Linked DNA regions of Macaca mulatta: all the other regions are linked to region 2. Evidence: chromatin contacts called from public Hi-C data. All regions are on one chromosome and are shown on one strand. The core of a region is the stretch at or near the end of the contact, and the rest is flanking DNA. Distances in the headings are between cores, read along the strand shown. Region 1 holds the start of ZNF621 (zinc finger protein 621). Region 2 holds the start of EIF1B (eukaryotic translation initiation factor 1B). Region 3 holds the start of LOC100423098.

The links. A called contact is a pair of places that touch in the nucleus more often than the background predicts.
Region 1: a Hi-C map of cortical neurons shows a contact between it and region 2, with 4 times the contacts expected there. The contact joins the promoter of ZNF621 here to the promoter of EIF1B in region 2. A contact is called at or near these places in 3 of 14 Hi-C or Micro-C datasets (blood, cortical neurons and fetal cortex germinal zone).
Region 3: a Hi-C map of CD4 T cells shows a contact between it and region 2, with 3 times the contacts expected there. The contact joins the promoter of LOC100423098 here to the promoter of EIF1B in region 2. A contact is called at or near these places in 4 of 14 Hi-C or Micro-C datasets (CD4 T cells, blood, fetal cortex germinal zone and 1 more).

The regions. Positions count from the first base shown.
Region 1 is chr2:103,866,259-103,870,784 of T2T-MMU8v2.0, forward strand. It overlaps ZNF621 (zinc finger protein 621), which reads left to right and starts at 2,551. Exons shown (of 5, transcript XM_077992217.1): 1 at 2,551-2,629; 2 at 3,365-3,450. The coding sequence starts at 3,427.
Region 2 is chr2:103,653,974-103,658,662 of T2T-MMU8v2.0, forward strand. EIF1B (eukaryotic translation initiation factor 1B) reads left to right here and starts at 2,736. Exons shown (of 4, transcript NM_001257885.1): 1 at 2,736-2,921; 2 at 3,834-3,997; 3 at 4,411-4,512. The coding sequence starts at 2,891. LOC144339125 (a long non-coding RNA gene) reads right to left here and starts at 2,700. Exons shown (of 3, transcript XR_013413808.1): 1 at 2,257-2,700.
Region 3 is chr2:103,791,560-103,796,347 of T2T-MMU8v2.0, forward strand. It overlaps LOC100423098, which reads right to left and starts at 3,170. Exons shown (of 3, transcript XM_002802811.4): 1 at 2,794-3,170; 2 at 1,411-1,488. The coding sequence starts at 3,155.

The DNA.
Region 1 (4,526 bases), core at 1,301-3,800, 210 kb after region 2:
TTCTAGTTAGTTCAAGTTAGAACTAATTGGAATAACTGTCTGATACTCTTTAGAGTTTGTGGTGTATAAATGTGTACATGTATGTACACCCATATATGTGTGTCCATTTCTCTAGATTCACGGTAGATACTCTTTTTGATTTAGAGAAGGGGCAGTATGCAAATATATGTTCTAATGCTATTATTCTTGGAAATCTAATTCATCTATTTAAAACAATTGCTCTTCATAAATGTTACAATAAAAGTATTATGAAAAGGACCGTTTCTGTGGTAGGTAAAAAATGTGTTTAGCCAGCTCCCGAAATGGTCCCCAGTGATTCTCATTCTGGCATTCACACCCTTGTGTATCTCATCCAACACTGAATCATGATTGGCCTGTGATGATAGTATACTGAGGAAATGACAGCAGGTGACTTCCAAAGCTAGGACATAAATGATATTGCCACTTCTGCCTTGACCTCTTGGGCTGCTCACCTGAGGTGGAAGTGGAAGTCTGATGCTGTGTTGTGAGGATACTCAGCCATATACAGATACCTGGTGTGGGAAGGGAGGTTTTTTTTTTTTTTTGAGATAAAGTCTCGCTCTATCCCCTGAGCTGGAGTGCAGTGGCGGGATCTTGGCTCATTACAACCTCTGCCTCTGAGGTTCAAGCGATTCTCCTGCCTCAGGCTCCCAAGTAGGAGGGATTACAGGTGTGTGCCACCACGCCCAGCTAATTTTTGTATTTTTAGAAGAGACGGGGTTTCGCCATGTTGGCCAGGGTGGCCTCAAACTCCTGACCTCAGGTGATCTGCCTGCCTTGGCCTCCCAAAGTGCTGGGATTACAGGTCTGAGCCACTGTACCCAGCACAAGAAGGGAAGTTTCACACTAATAGCCAGCACCTATGTGCCAACCATGTGAGTGAGTTACTTTTGAGGCAAATCCCCAGCCTCAGTCCAACTTTCAAGTGACTGCAGTCCCAGGTAACACCTGACTAGACCCTCATGAGAGATCCCAAGCCAGTACCATCCAGCCAAGCCACTCCCGAATTCCTCATCCACAGAACCCATTTTTTTTTTTTTTTCTCTTTTTAGGACTGACTGACCTATGTTCATTGATTCATAGAAACTTTAAGAGATAGTGTGTTTTGTTTTCAGCCATAAGGCTTTAGGGTGATTTGTTATGCAGCAGTAGATACCTAGTATACTCTCCATAATAGGACTTCATAAGTCAGTCTAATTCTTAAGAAAGGAATAACAAATCCAAGAAGTGGGACCCCTGTAATAAAGCAATATATCTAGATACCCAGGATCATTTTTTATCTTTTAGTGGTGGGAGACCAATTCCCCTTTATAGCATGGAAATGCCTGGTGAGGAGGAGCCTGGTATCTGGAACTGTGTTCAGGAGAAGTATCAGTGTGATCGAGGTAAAACAAAGTCTGTCCATCTTGGCACCACTTTGATACTGGAGAAAGGCTCCTGTCCAGAAGGAAGGGCACAGTAGAGAGGTACTTGCCAATGAGCTGGGGAGGGCTGCCACTGACTGGCTGGCTTCAGGAAGTGTTTATCACTGACTGGCTCATGTTCAGAAGCTTGGAGTGACGCTGTGTGTATTGGTTGATTTTCAGAGTTACGTGTACTGATCTAAAATTATGTAAATTAATGGCAAGTACTTGTTAGTGACTTGGGACTTTGGTCAAAAAACAGTCTTTTCCTTCCCTGAATATGAAAAATAAGTTCTTTTAATTAGCAGACTCCCCTCTTCACTGTTTTTTCTTCCTGCAGTCCAACTTACAGAACAGACCATAAAGGACTGTCCAGATCATTATTTGTGGAAGTATGAGATATATATATTTCAGCCGGTGTTAACATTTAAGTTATTTAAGTGCCAGTTAGCAGAAAAATAGCTCTCACTACAAGTTTTTGTAATTTATTGGAAAAAGCTAAATGTAAGACATTTAGGGTGTCCTGCCAAAGTCAACACTGGACAAGATCATTTAATATAGGACATGTCCTGTATATACAGGATGCCTGGCAACCGTCGCCAGGGTGTTTTGGTTGTTAAATGAATCTGTCCTAAAAGGTTCCATGCACATCTAGGTCCTTGGAAGGCAGAGGGCTAAAAGGGCAAGTGGAAACCATGGTTTCCCTGAGGACTGCCCAGCTGAGGACCCAAGCAAGATCCTAGGCTTGGGCCTCTTAGAGATGACAAAGCAGGCGCCATTCTCACCTCACCTGCACGGCCCAGGCTTCAGGTGAGCCACGGGGTGAAGGCGGCCAACAGCTGCCAGTGAACTGGGGCCCCACTTGTGCCTACAGGGTGAGGTATGGGGAGAGCCAGGCTGCATCAGTCGGTGACACTCCCAAGGCAATGCCGACGGCTGCCGGAGAAGCCCGGGCTGAGAGCCCCATACTGCCGGTCCGCCACGGGCCTCTCAGCCCAGCCGGTCGCCGCGACCTCTCCTCTTCCGCAGGGCGGGGCCAGCCGTGAGAGGCGGGGCGGGTCTGGCCGCGGGGCGACCGAGATGGCGGCCTCCGGGGGCCTAGAGGGGCCCTGGGCGCGCACTCGCCCTTCCGGCTCGGCGTTTAGTTAGTGAACAGCCCCTCGGTGTTCGGCAGAGCGTGGGTTTCAGCGAGTTCTACGTGCCAGGTCCGCCCGGTGCCGGCTTCCTCGCTGCCCCTGGCGGCTCGTCACCTCCCACTTCCCCTGAACTTGGTCCCAATGGCGGCCCGCCCCTCCTTCACCCGGACCGTGGGCATCTGGGCCTCGCCGAAGCCGCCAAGGTGGTTACTCTGGCTTCTACAGCCCGGGTCCAGCCCTTTGCCACCGAGGCCTGATACTCTTTTCTACCCTAAAGAACTTGTCCTGACAGCCTCTCGCTCCCGGTACTGACGTTTCTGATGTTTGGGGTCGCCTGCTTTCTTGGGTGGAGTGTTAAGATCCCGGTTGGGTGGGGTCTCCGGTCAGCATCACCCACTGGGACGCTGAGTATTTTACCCTTAATTCACATTTAGCCACTCCAGTCCCTCTTCTCCTGAGGTTCTTTCTTTCGGGTCAGCGTCATCTTGCCTGTAATCATTCTGTAAAGACTCTACGTTTGTAGAGACCCAATACAATAGGGACAGGGCTCTTGGGTCCCTCGGTCTGCCCGTGGGAATGGGCTCAAAAAAAGCTCTTCGGACTGAGCAGGCAGGTGGAAGATTGTCCTGAAGACCAGGCAGAACAGCTCGTAAGGTTGGGGCTATCAGCGTGAGAACAATTAGAGGGAGTCCTAGTAGAATCTCCCTGCATCCAGTGCTGGAAATGTGGAAACTAGGATGGCCATAGGTTGCTGTAGGTGGTGGAGGACAGGGTCCTTAGCACTCATGGCTGTTTTTCTCTTAGCTCCTGAGGATCTTGCTTGTCCAAACCCAGAAGACAGTGCATGAAGCCGGGGGACATCCGCCATGCTCCAAGCAACTTGGCCTCAGGTGAGCTGAGCTTAAGTCTTTTTTTTTTAAACTCACTTTAGCTATCACATAATCAGGAAAGGATCAGGAAGGCCTAACTTGGCCAAGCTGTGTTTTCCCCTTTGTATCTATCTCTAGGGCTATGGCAGATGTAAATATGTACTGGGAAAATAAAAGTTTTGTGTATAGAGAGTGGATGTATAGATTTAAATGAAAGACAGGGGACCTATGCCAATGAATTCTTTCTGAATTTGGAAATTCAGATCATGTTCTAGAAATGAAAGTTACCTGCTGAAATTAGACTTTTTTTTTTTTTTTTTTTTTTGAGACGGAGTCTCGCCCTGCCGCCAGGCCGGAGTGCTGCTATGATCTCGGCTGACTGCAGCCTCTGCCTCCCGGGTTCAAGTGATTCTCATACCTCAGCCTCCTGAGTAGCTGGGATTACAGGTGTGCGCTGCCATGTGCAGCTAATTTTTGTCTTTTTAGTAGAGACGGGGTTTACACCACGTTGGCCAGGCTGGTCTCGAACTCCTGAGTTCAGGTGATCCGCCCACTTCGGCTTCCCAAAGTGCTGGGATTATAGGTAAAAACCACCACTCCAGCCTGAAATCAGAAATTCTTTATTGGAGAGATTGCCCACGAATTGTATTGCATGTATCCCAGAGAGACTAGTGTTGTTACTTAAATGTACATTTTCTAAATGCTAGATGCAAGGACTGTGAAGTTGAAGGGAAGGCTGGATGTACTCTAAAAACCGGAAGGGGTCAGAGAAAGTGGTTCAATATGAGATGGAAGAAATAGATACCTGTATTATAGGTCATGGTGAGGACAGTGGTTTCTGTACTGGTTCATTGGGAAGGCACTGAAGAATTTTAGGCAGGGAGATGACAGAGTGACAGAGTTGGATTTATATATTAAAAGGATCTTCCCAGCCCTTAGTGGCAAATTCTGTAGAAAGGTGTTGGTCAATTAAGAAGATACTGCGGTCAGGTAAGATATTAAGTGTTTTCCTTTTTTTTTTTTGAGACGAAGTTTCGCTCTTGTCACCTAGGCTCTAGTGCAATGGTGTCATCTTGGCTCACCACAACCTCCGCCTC
Region 2 (4,689 bases), core at 1,486-3,985:
AAGTACCTTAACCTAGGCTGGTACCATTTAGAACTTAAAAACACTAGATTTTAAATGCTTCAGTTTATTCTTTTTATGATAACTTCACATACAGGTCAAATTCTTTCACTCTAAACCAGTGCTATCTAGTAGAAATACAGCATGAGCCACACGTAATTTTAAGTCTTTAGTAGCTACATTAAAAAGGTAAAAAGAAATAGGTGAAATTAAGACAATTTAAGTCTTTGGAAGCCTACTGTATATTTTCTACTTAGAGCACATCCCAATTTAAATCGGCTATACTGCAAGTACTCAATGACCACATGTGGCTAGTGGTTTCTGTACTGGACACTGGAGGTCTAAACACAAAGACTATGAATCATGAGAGTTAGAAGAGCCTTAAGAACCACAACTGTATCTGATGTGTATTCATATTGGCTCTGATTAAAGATTTCTGAGGTCCTGGGGGTTTCTTTCTTCTTTTTTTTCTTTTTCTTACTCCTGGAGATTTCTGATGCAAACACTAAATCTAAGAAAAGATGAGTTCTCCTGACAGGGGTAATGACCATGAAACCCTAAGATTTCTGGAATTTTTCTTTTAATTTCTCTATGTTTGTAATTTTTTCTTCACTGGATCACCTTTGGCTTCTTCTGAGAAATAATGTAAAATACTCATGTACATTCACTAAGAAACAAATAGAGATGCATTATCTAGATTAAAAATTATTTAGAAATTAGAGTGTTAAGAGTATTAAAGTAGGCCACAAAATTGAACTAATAAAAGTACTTTAAAGCACACTTATTTAGATATTTTGACGCTCCTTGTTTTGGAGCCAGCTCTAGAACTTTACACCTCAATTTGGGATAAGAAGAGTGTTTTCCATTTGAACCAGGGCTGGGAGACCACAAATGTGGTTAGATTTCTGAGAGTTAAGAATTTGATTTTTTTTCAGGCATTAACCTGCAAAAGCCTCCATCTCCGTACCTGGTGCATAGAGTAATGCTTACCTTATAAAATAGCTATGAAGATTAATAATGTTATATATAAGCTTTGTAACAGGCAAATAGTAAATACTAAATAAATGGCACTTATCATCATTGTTAATCACAAAAGACTGTCAAATTCAGGTATTCTTAATCTGGGGTCTGCAGATCCTTGGCCCATGGGTAAAACTGCGGGGATGGAGATCCCTAAAATTGGATGGGGAAAAAAAATTACATCTGCACTTTCATTAACCTCTAAGCAAAATTTACCATTTCCTTCCATTATGAATAAAGGCAACATAATAGTATTAGAAGGACCTGTCGCTTTGCACCAACAGAAGTCACACATACTTTCACATTAAATTTCTGATGTTACAGACATCACAAAATATCTCTTACGTTTATCAGCTTTTTGAAATTATAGTATTAGACGTAATCTTGCTAAATGTTATTAGTGTATTAATACATGTTATTAATGTATTTTTAAAATTTCAATATAACTTGGTTTCCTTTGTAATCCTATGTAATTTATGAACTTAAAACTTAATTTCTCATTATTCTGAGAAGGGGTTCAGCAGCTTCACAGGATTGCCATGGCACACACAGAAAAGTTAAGAATCCCTAAATTTTAGTCTATCTCTTTGCTTCCAGAAAGCCAACCAAGTTTGACAACTGAACACCTGCCTGAGCCAATTCCCAGTCTCGGGTTTATTTTTCTGTGCGTGACTTGATAGGAAGATATTACAGTCTGGTACATGACTCCATCAGTTAACCTATTTGCTGAGCTCACCTTCAGCTTATACCTGGCATCTTTCCTGAATTCTGTGTTGAGCCTTCTGAGGCACACACAATGAGCTGACAAGCTGATTTTGTGGTATGTTCTGTTCACACACACCTGGCCCCCACTAGATGCCAGGCCCATGATGAAGCTGGGCAGTGATTCTCAAGCCTGATCCCAGACCAGCAGGCAGGATCAGCGTCACCAAGGAGCTTATGAGAATTGCAGATTTTCAGCTCACACCCTAGACTTCCTGAACAGAAATTCTGGGGTCTATCAGTGTTTTCTCAAGCCCTCCAGACACACACGCTGGAGTCTGAAATCCACCGTGCTAGGGAATAAGAGGTCCGTCCAATCCTGGAAGGAGAGGCTCCCATCTCCAACCATGGTTGAGACTAACAACGCTCCTGCAACTGGGGTTGGAATTTCAATGCAGGTAGGGCTGAGGGGTGGCCAATGAGTTGAAAGCCGGAGCAAGAGGACTTGTTTTGTTCCTGCACCCCGATTTTACTTACATTACCCGGGGCCTCGAGAGTGACTGATAGAGATTAGCCCTGAGCGTCGGCCCCTCGGCGCCGCCACTGCACGGCGAGAGAAGGGGAGTCAAGAGGGACGCTTGAGTCCCTTGACTGTCCTCCCCTACGAGCTCGCTGTGAAGACAGCCCCAGACCTGCGAACTCTGGGCAGCTCTGCGGCCGCTTGAACACTTCCCGCGTCTTCCGCCCGGCGCTAGAGGGCGCACTCCGTGACTGGAATTGCGGTCTCGGCAGCCCCCAGCCTCTGGCTTTCCCGGCTCCGCTGCCTCCGGAAAACTACAAGTCCCAGGATGCCCTGCGCGGGAGGGTCACGTGGGAGGGGCGGCCGGCGCGGCTAAATAGTCTCCATCGGCCATTTTGTGGGAGAAGCCGCAGCGCCGCCTCTTCTCTCGCGTCCTCGCATCCGTCGCCGCCGCCTCTTCCTCCGCCTCCTCCTTCGCCTCTTCCTGCCTCCTCCCGGCTTCCGCCGCCGCCACTCCAGCCTAATCCCAACCCCAGGGCGAAGCGTTTCCTTATTTATTTCCGTTTTCTCGCCACTACAGCCTCCTGACACGGTGATCCGGGCGGGCCCCGCAGGAATTTTATCCCCTCACCGGCCTCACACTAGTATCGCATGTCCACTATCCAGAACCTCCAATCTTTCGGTAAGATCCCGTCGCCGCCGCCTCCCTCCCTTGCCCCGCGCGCCTCTGGGCCCGCTGCCCGCCTGGATCACCGCCCCTAGGGGCCCCCTTTCTGCCCTCCCCGCACCCCTAGTGGGGCTTTGTCTCGGCGCCCAGAAAATGGCGACGGGGCCCCTGGCGACCCCCTCCCCGAGGACAGCGCCGGACTGCGAGCCCTCCTCTCGGAGCCCCGGCCGCGGGCCATGCGCCACCCCCTGCCCCGTCCTTGACCCGGCTCTCTCCTCCACTTCTGCCCCTCGAAACCTTGGCGACCCTATTTCGTGGACTCCTAGATCGGCCCTGCTACTTGCAAAGGGGATGCCGGGCCAGGGGAATTACGAATCGGCGCCCGTTCTCTGGCAGCCCCTGGGGGCACCTAGGGAAAGATGCGGATGCAGGCCTCTGATCTGTCACTGGCCAGTGGTTCAGTCTTCTCTGCTTGCGTAGCAATTTGTAAAATTACGCCTCTTGATATATATCTAATCTACTTTTTTTTTGGCAAGGCACAGTTACGGTTAAATGATTAGGGTGGGCATATTCGAATGTTTATGTTTTCCTCAGAATGTAATCGAGATGACGCACATTTTTATAGTGGCTACAATATTAAGGTTTTCTAAGTCTCCTTTTTCTCGTTAGAGGACCATATTCAACGATAACATCTATAACAACGTTTTTCTACAATGGACATAGCTATCCAAATGTTTCTCTTTTTGTGAGAGTACCTTGGGGGTTTTATTAATACTCCACCCCCATCTCCATTCCTACCGGCAGAAACAGCAAAGATACTAGAACCTTCACTGATGACTGTCAGGATTGGTAGTATAATGTATTTGTGGAAAGTACTTCCTAAAAAATATTTTTCTACTTTGGATTTTTTTTTGTATCCGTTTGCAGACCCCTTTGCTGATGCAACTAAGGGTGACGACTTACTCCCGGCAGGGACTGAGGATTACATTCATATAAGAATCCAGCAACGGAACGGCAGAAAGACACTGACTACTGTTCAGGGCATTGCAGATGATTATGACAAAAAGAAACTTGTGAAAGCTTTCAAAAAGGTAAAGGGATTAGGAAGAAAGGATTAGAGTTACTGGTGCACACCTCTGAACTGGATTATAATTCACACCTTTATATCAGCGTGGATGAAAATGACTAGACCAAGAAAGCTGTTCTCATGTTTGTAATTAACATGTAAATATTTAGTTATTCTCCCGGTGTGGTCTCTCATTTTAAAAGAAGATTCACGTGGCTTTCAAATAAACTTAAATGTGAAATATTTAGTTCTTGATGTTACACATAAAATCATTTCCTGGTTTACAAATTAAATTGGAAGGATTGTGGATTATAGAAGACAAAATCTGTTTCTCTAAATATGATCTAGCTCACTGAAATGGTTAATTCTGTTCTTATGGTGAAATAAAACCTCATATTAGTTGACTAAATTTTGTTGTATATTTATGCACTTTTCCAGAAATTTGCCTGTAATGGTACTGTGATTGAACATCCTGAATACGGAGAGGTTATTCAGCTTCAAGGTGACCAAAGAAAAAACATTTGCCAGTTTCTCTTGGAGGTGAGTGAGTGGGTGCTTTATGTGTAACCTTGAGATTGCTTTTAACATCGTATTTAAAGGCAACATGATTTGTTTTCTACTAAGTAAAAATCATACGAATGAAGGAAATTAGGTGAAATAAAGACATGGTACTTATTTGGAAAGTAAAGACCTCTGTCAGGTTTATTTTGTCATTAG
Region 3 (4,788 bases), core at 1,920-4,419, 140 kb after region 2:
ATTTTCTGTATCTACCCACTCAAATGACAGTTCCATGAGAGTAGAACTTTTGCCTGTTTTGTTCACTACTATGTCTTCAATTCCTTGAATAGTTTCTGGCACACACAAGGCATTCAGTATTTGCTAAATGAATTAATACATGTTCATTCCTTCTAGATGGCACCATGTCAGCATCTCTTCTCCCTGAATGCCCTGTCACTTGTTCTGCATCCTTGTTTACCACTATGTTCATTATGCTGCATTATCTAGCACCTGTCCTTGTAGTCATTCCTTTGGGGGAGAGTTGTTTCCATGGTGATACAGGAGCTTTTCTCCTGCTTAGCAGGCCTCTCAGAAAGCTCTTTGCACCATGGTTCTATTTCTAGTGTTGTTAAGACTCCAACACACACACAGAACTTTCCATTCTTATCCTGGAAAGCATTCTCAATCAGTATAGCTAGCTATGTGATTTGCCTGGTGCTTTTTGGCAGTTCTGTAGGCAGGCTTATTTAAGCAGACCTCTTTTGATAGACATTTAGTATGTTCTAAGGCTTTGCCTTTTCATTCATTCACTCAAAATATTTATGAAGGGCCTGTTATACTCCAGGCACTGTTTTAGTCACTTAGCATTCACTAGTGATTCACCCTGGGTTCCCAGGGTTGAATTATCATAAATTACTCCACCTATTGTTTATGTTGTGGTAAAGAGTGTCAAAGATCTTCATCTTGCTTACTGATCTCTAGCTCCTGACTTTGCAGCCCACTGATGCGAAATATGTACAGTAAAAACAAACAAACAACAACAACAAAGAAACAGGGCGTGGTACAGAGGTTCACGTCTGTAATCCTAACACTATGAGAGGCCGAGAGGATTACTTGAGTCCAGGAGTCTGAGAGCACCTTGGACAACATAATGAAACCCTCATCACTACAGAAAATTTAAAAATTAGCTGGGCATGGTGGCACGTGCCTGTAGTCTCAGATACTTGTGAGACTGAGGTGGGAGGATGGCTCAAGCCAGTAAGTCAAGGCTGCAGTGAGCTCTGATTGCACCACTGCACTCCAGCCTGGGTGACAAAGCAAGACTCTACCTCAAAAAAAAAAAAAAAGTACAGAAACCAACACTACCTCCTTGTTTGTTAAATACAAGGGACAGACCACACACACACACACACAAACCTATCTAGGCATTTGAAGTGCTGAACAAACTTGTACTACTGAGGAGTTGGGCACTGCAGCCCAAGTGTCCTGACCCATTCCAGAGTCTATCAGCCACTTTGGGAACAGGAAGTTGGAAGTGGGCAATCACTGAGTTGCTAAGATGACCTTCATTTGCTTCTCACTCAGATTTCTGTAATAGGCCAATGTTCCTCCTCATCACGGACATTTTTTATTCCAGAGTGTGTCATTACCTGTGGTTTGTGAGCTTACCTCCTGCTTTGCGAAAGATCTAGAACCTCCCCATTGATATAATGCTCAGAATACCTTCTTGCTATACCATCAGCATTCCTAAGGAATAAGTAAATACAAGCTCAGTTGAGAAGAAAAATCTGCGTGGTTATTCATCAGGCAGGAAAAACAAACACAAATAAAGACAGCTGCAAAGTTAACAAGAAACTATTGTTGCCAAGGACATGCTTAATCTTTAGTGTCATAATAACCCTCTTTGAGTGACTACTGCTTTCTCACTTTCTCACTAAGAAACTTTGTTCTCTAAAATCAAAGACCCTCAGAAATTTGCTGTTTGAAATTGTGTAAGAATAAAACATCTTGCTTGGAGGATCTAAGTCACTTTAACACAGAGACACAGCTTCAATTTACAAGCCAGTTGCAAAGCTTCAGAAAAGAGGTTTTCAAAGAAATAGGACCATGGGTCCACTCCGCAGTCTAGGCCTGATGTCGACCCTTTTTCACAGACCTGATTTGCTTTGAGGCTATTAAAACCCTGTTTCATTTAAGTTCCATTCAAACTTTAAACTTTCTCAAAATTCCGTAACTTTATCTTTTCCTTCCTTTGGTAAAATGTCCCATGGTGTCTCTGGTGTGCAATCTCCCTCATTAAAAAAGGTCGATAGACCTGGTTTTGCTGACTACTGGTTCGTCCCTGGTGGTCTTAGGCTGACTGGGCTTGAACAGTCTTGCTTAGCTTCAGGGTTCCTAAGATTACAAATTTCAAAAACAGATACAACAAACATTTTTTCACTCCTAAATATAAATGCTCCTGTCCACGTTGCCAGGTAGTTATGCACATGGCTATCACGTCAATTTGGTCATAACTAGGGTTAGTTCACTTCTTGGGAAGGTTAGTTACAGGAACAAGAAAGAAAGTCAGGGTTCTGCACAGCTTTTGGCTCGATTCTTGTACTGGCTTATATTTCTTTTTCTTTGGGGTTTCAGGTAAATATTTTGTCTGCTAAACTGACGCCCCCGTTCCCAGTGCCTGAACAAACAAAACGAGACACAGCTAATTAGCTGAAGCTGACAGAAATACAGGTATCAATCTGGTTACAGGCAGGCAGTTCTGGCCACGTCAACACCGCAGAGACTGTGGGACAAGTGGACGTGCTACAACTGTCCCCCGCATCCCCCATCTGGGCCGCGGGACCAGTGCCCTCAGGTCTATGCCCCACTGCAAGAACCCGAAGCTCGACGCCCGCCCAGCCCTTCACATCCGTCCCTTGCAATAAGCGGGAGGAGTGCGGCTTCAGGGGACGGGCGACGGCTTACAGGACAGCTCGTACACAGTACCAGCTGACATCTCCTAAGTCTGAATTCCTAAGCCCCTGCCTCCACATCTAAGAGCGGACTGTGCACCTTGGTGATTGGACATCCGGTGCACCTTGAGTAGAGGCCAAGCAAACCGCAGAGCACGTCCGGAACGCCATATTTGCGCCTGACGTCTTCCTCCTGTTGCCTTTCCTCTCTGTGATTGAAGAACCAACCGGTTGGGTGTAGCAGACGGGGCGTGGCTCTTCAGGTAGAGACCAAAGTGGCTGAGAGCGGACCGAGGGCGCCATCTTGATTCCTGGCATCACCCTCAACGTGCCCTCCCTCTCGGTGATTGGACGAGCACGGCCCTTCCGGAGGCACACAGCCGACCAACCAGAGATCTGCGCGTGCTCGATCTGGTCATCTGTTTTCTGACATCTGGAGCCACTAGCGGTTATCCTGTTCATTCCTGGGCGCCTGCGACTTTCCGAAGCAAACAAGACTTGCTTGGGGAAAGTTGCCTTGCCAGTATAGTGGAGCTTGGTAGAAACTTAAAAACTGCCTAGGGCTGCCTGGGATGGGGATCTTGAGATGCTTGTGGGGAGCACATATTAGGAAAGCAGGGGGTTCAAGCTGCATAAAATGCTGCGAGAAATAGAAATGGGAGACGCAGAATGGTGGGAGAAAAAAGCTAGGAAGGTGTTTGGGAGTAAGATTTTGGAGCGCCTTGAATGCCAGACTAGGGAGTTTGGACTTTACCCTGTAAGATAGGGGACAAAAATCAACTTTAAACAAGAGTGACATAACAAGATAATGTACTTTAGAAAATAATTCTGTAACTGTAGGGGGAGTCCCAAAGTGTTTCTCAAAATGTGTTCAAGGAAGTTCAAAGTGTGTTTGAGAGCTTGTTTTTATATGCAGATTCTTACCCCTCCCCAGACCTGCAAATAAAGTTCTCTGGTTGTGCAGCCAGGAAACTGCATTAAAAATTTTTTTTTTTAGGTTAACATACATTTGGTGAGAAAATGCATAAACCATATGGATAGGGCTTTGAATTTTCACAAGCTAAACACTTCAGCCGGGCAGGGTGGCTCGTGCCTGTAATTCTAGCTACTCAGGAGGCTTAGGCAGGAGAATGGCTTGAGGCCAGGAGTATCAGATCAGCCTGGGCAAGATAGCAAGACCCCTGTCTCTAAAAAAATTAAAAACAAAAACTACACACTCCTGTAGTTAATACCAGATGAAGAAACAACATGGCCAGCAGCTCAGAAGCTCCCTTTTCCCCTTCAGCCACTGCTGCTTGCACCAAAGGTAAACATGATCATTACTTATAAGAACCGTAGTCTTGACTGTTTTGAATTTGATATAAATAAAAGCATACAGCATATATTTGATATAAATAAAAGCATACAGCATATGTCAGCTTGTTAGTGTTATTTATGAAATTCATCTGCATTGTTCCATGTAGTTGCTGTAGACTCCATTGCTATAGATTATAACAATTTATCCAGTCTCTTGTTTATGGGCCTTTGGGTAATTTCGAGTTTGGGGATATTACCAAAAAAAAAAAAAAATGCTAAAATGAACATTCTTCTTCATTCATATTGTTTGCTTTGTAAATTATAAAGCAAGACACCAAGACCTAAAGACTGATTCATTCACTACCTATTTTTTGAGCCCCTTACCAGACTAAGGTCAGAAAATAAAACAGAAAAGACGGCAAAGGTCCTGCCCTCATGGAACTTACTCTAACTGAAACAAAACGACACCTAAGTGGGCAGAAAAACAAGTCAAACAATTGCAACTGTGATAACTCTGAGGGGAAGAAGGTGAGCTAGAAAAAGAAGGGTGGGGACTTAACCTATTTTTTTTATGTGGTAGCCTGGTTAACTCTCAGAAAAATATCTAGGAAAAAATACAAGACATAAGTTGGCACTGCTACACAAGGAGTATTAACAGAAGGAAGAGCATTCCTGGCAGGAGAGACACCATGTATAATGGTCCTGGAGGAAGAGAGAGCTTGGCCCATTCAAGACCAGTGTGGCTGCAACACAAGGAGGGATGGCATAAGGTGTATCTGGGTATTAAAGCATATGATAC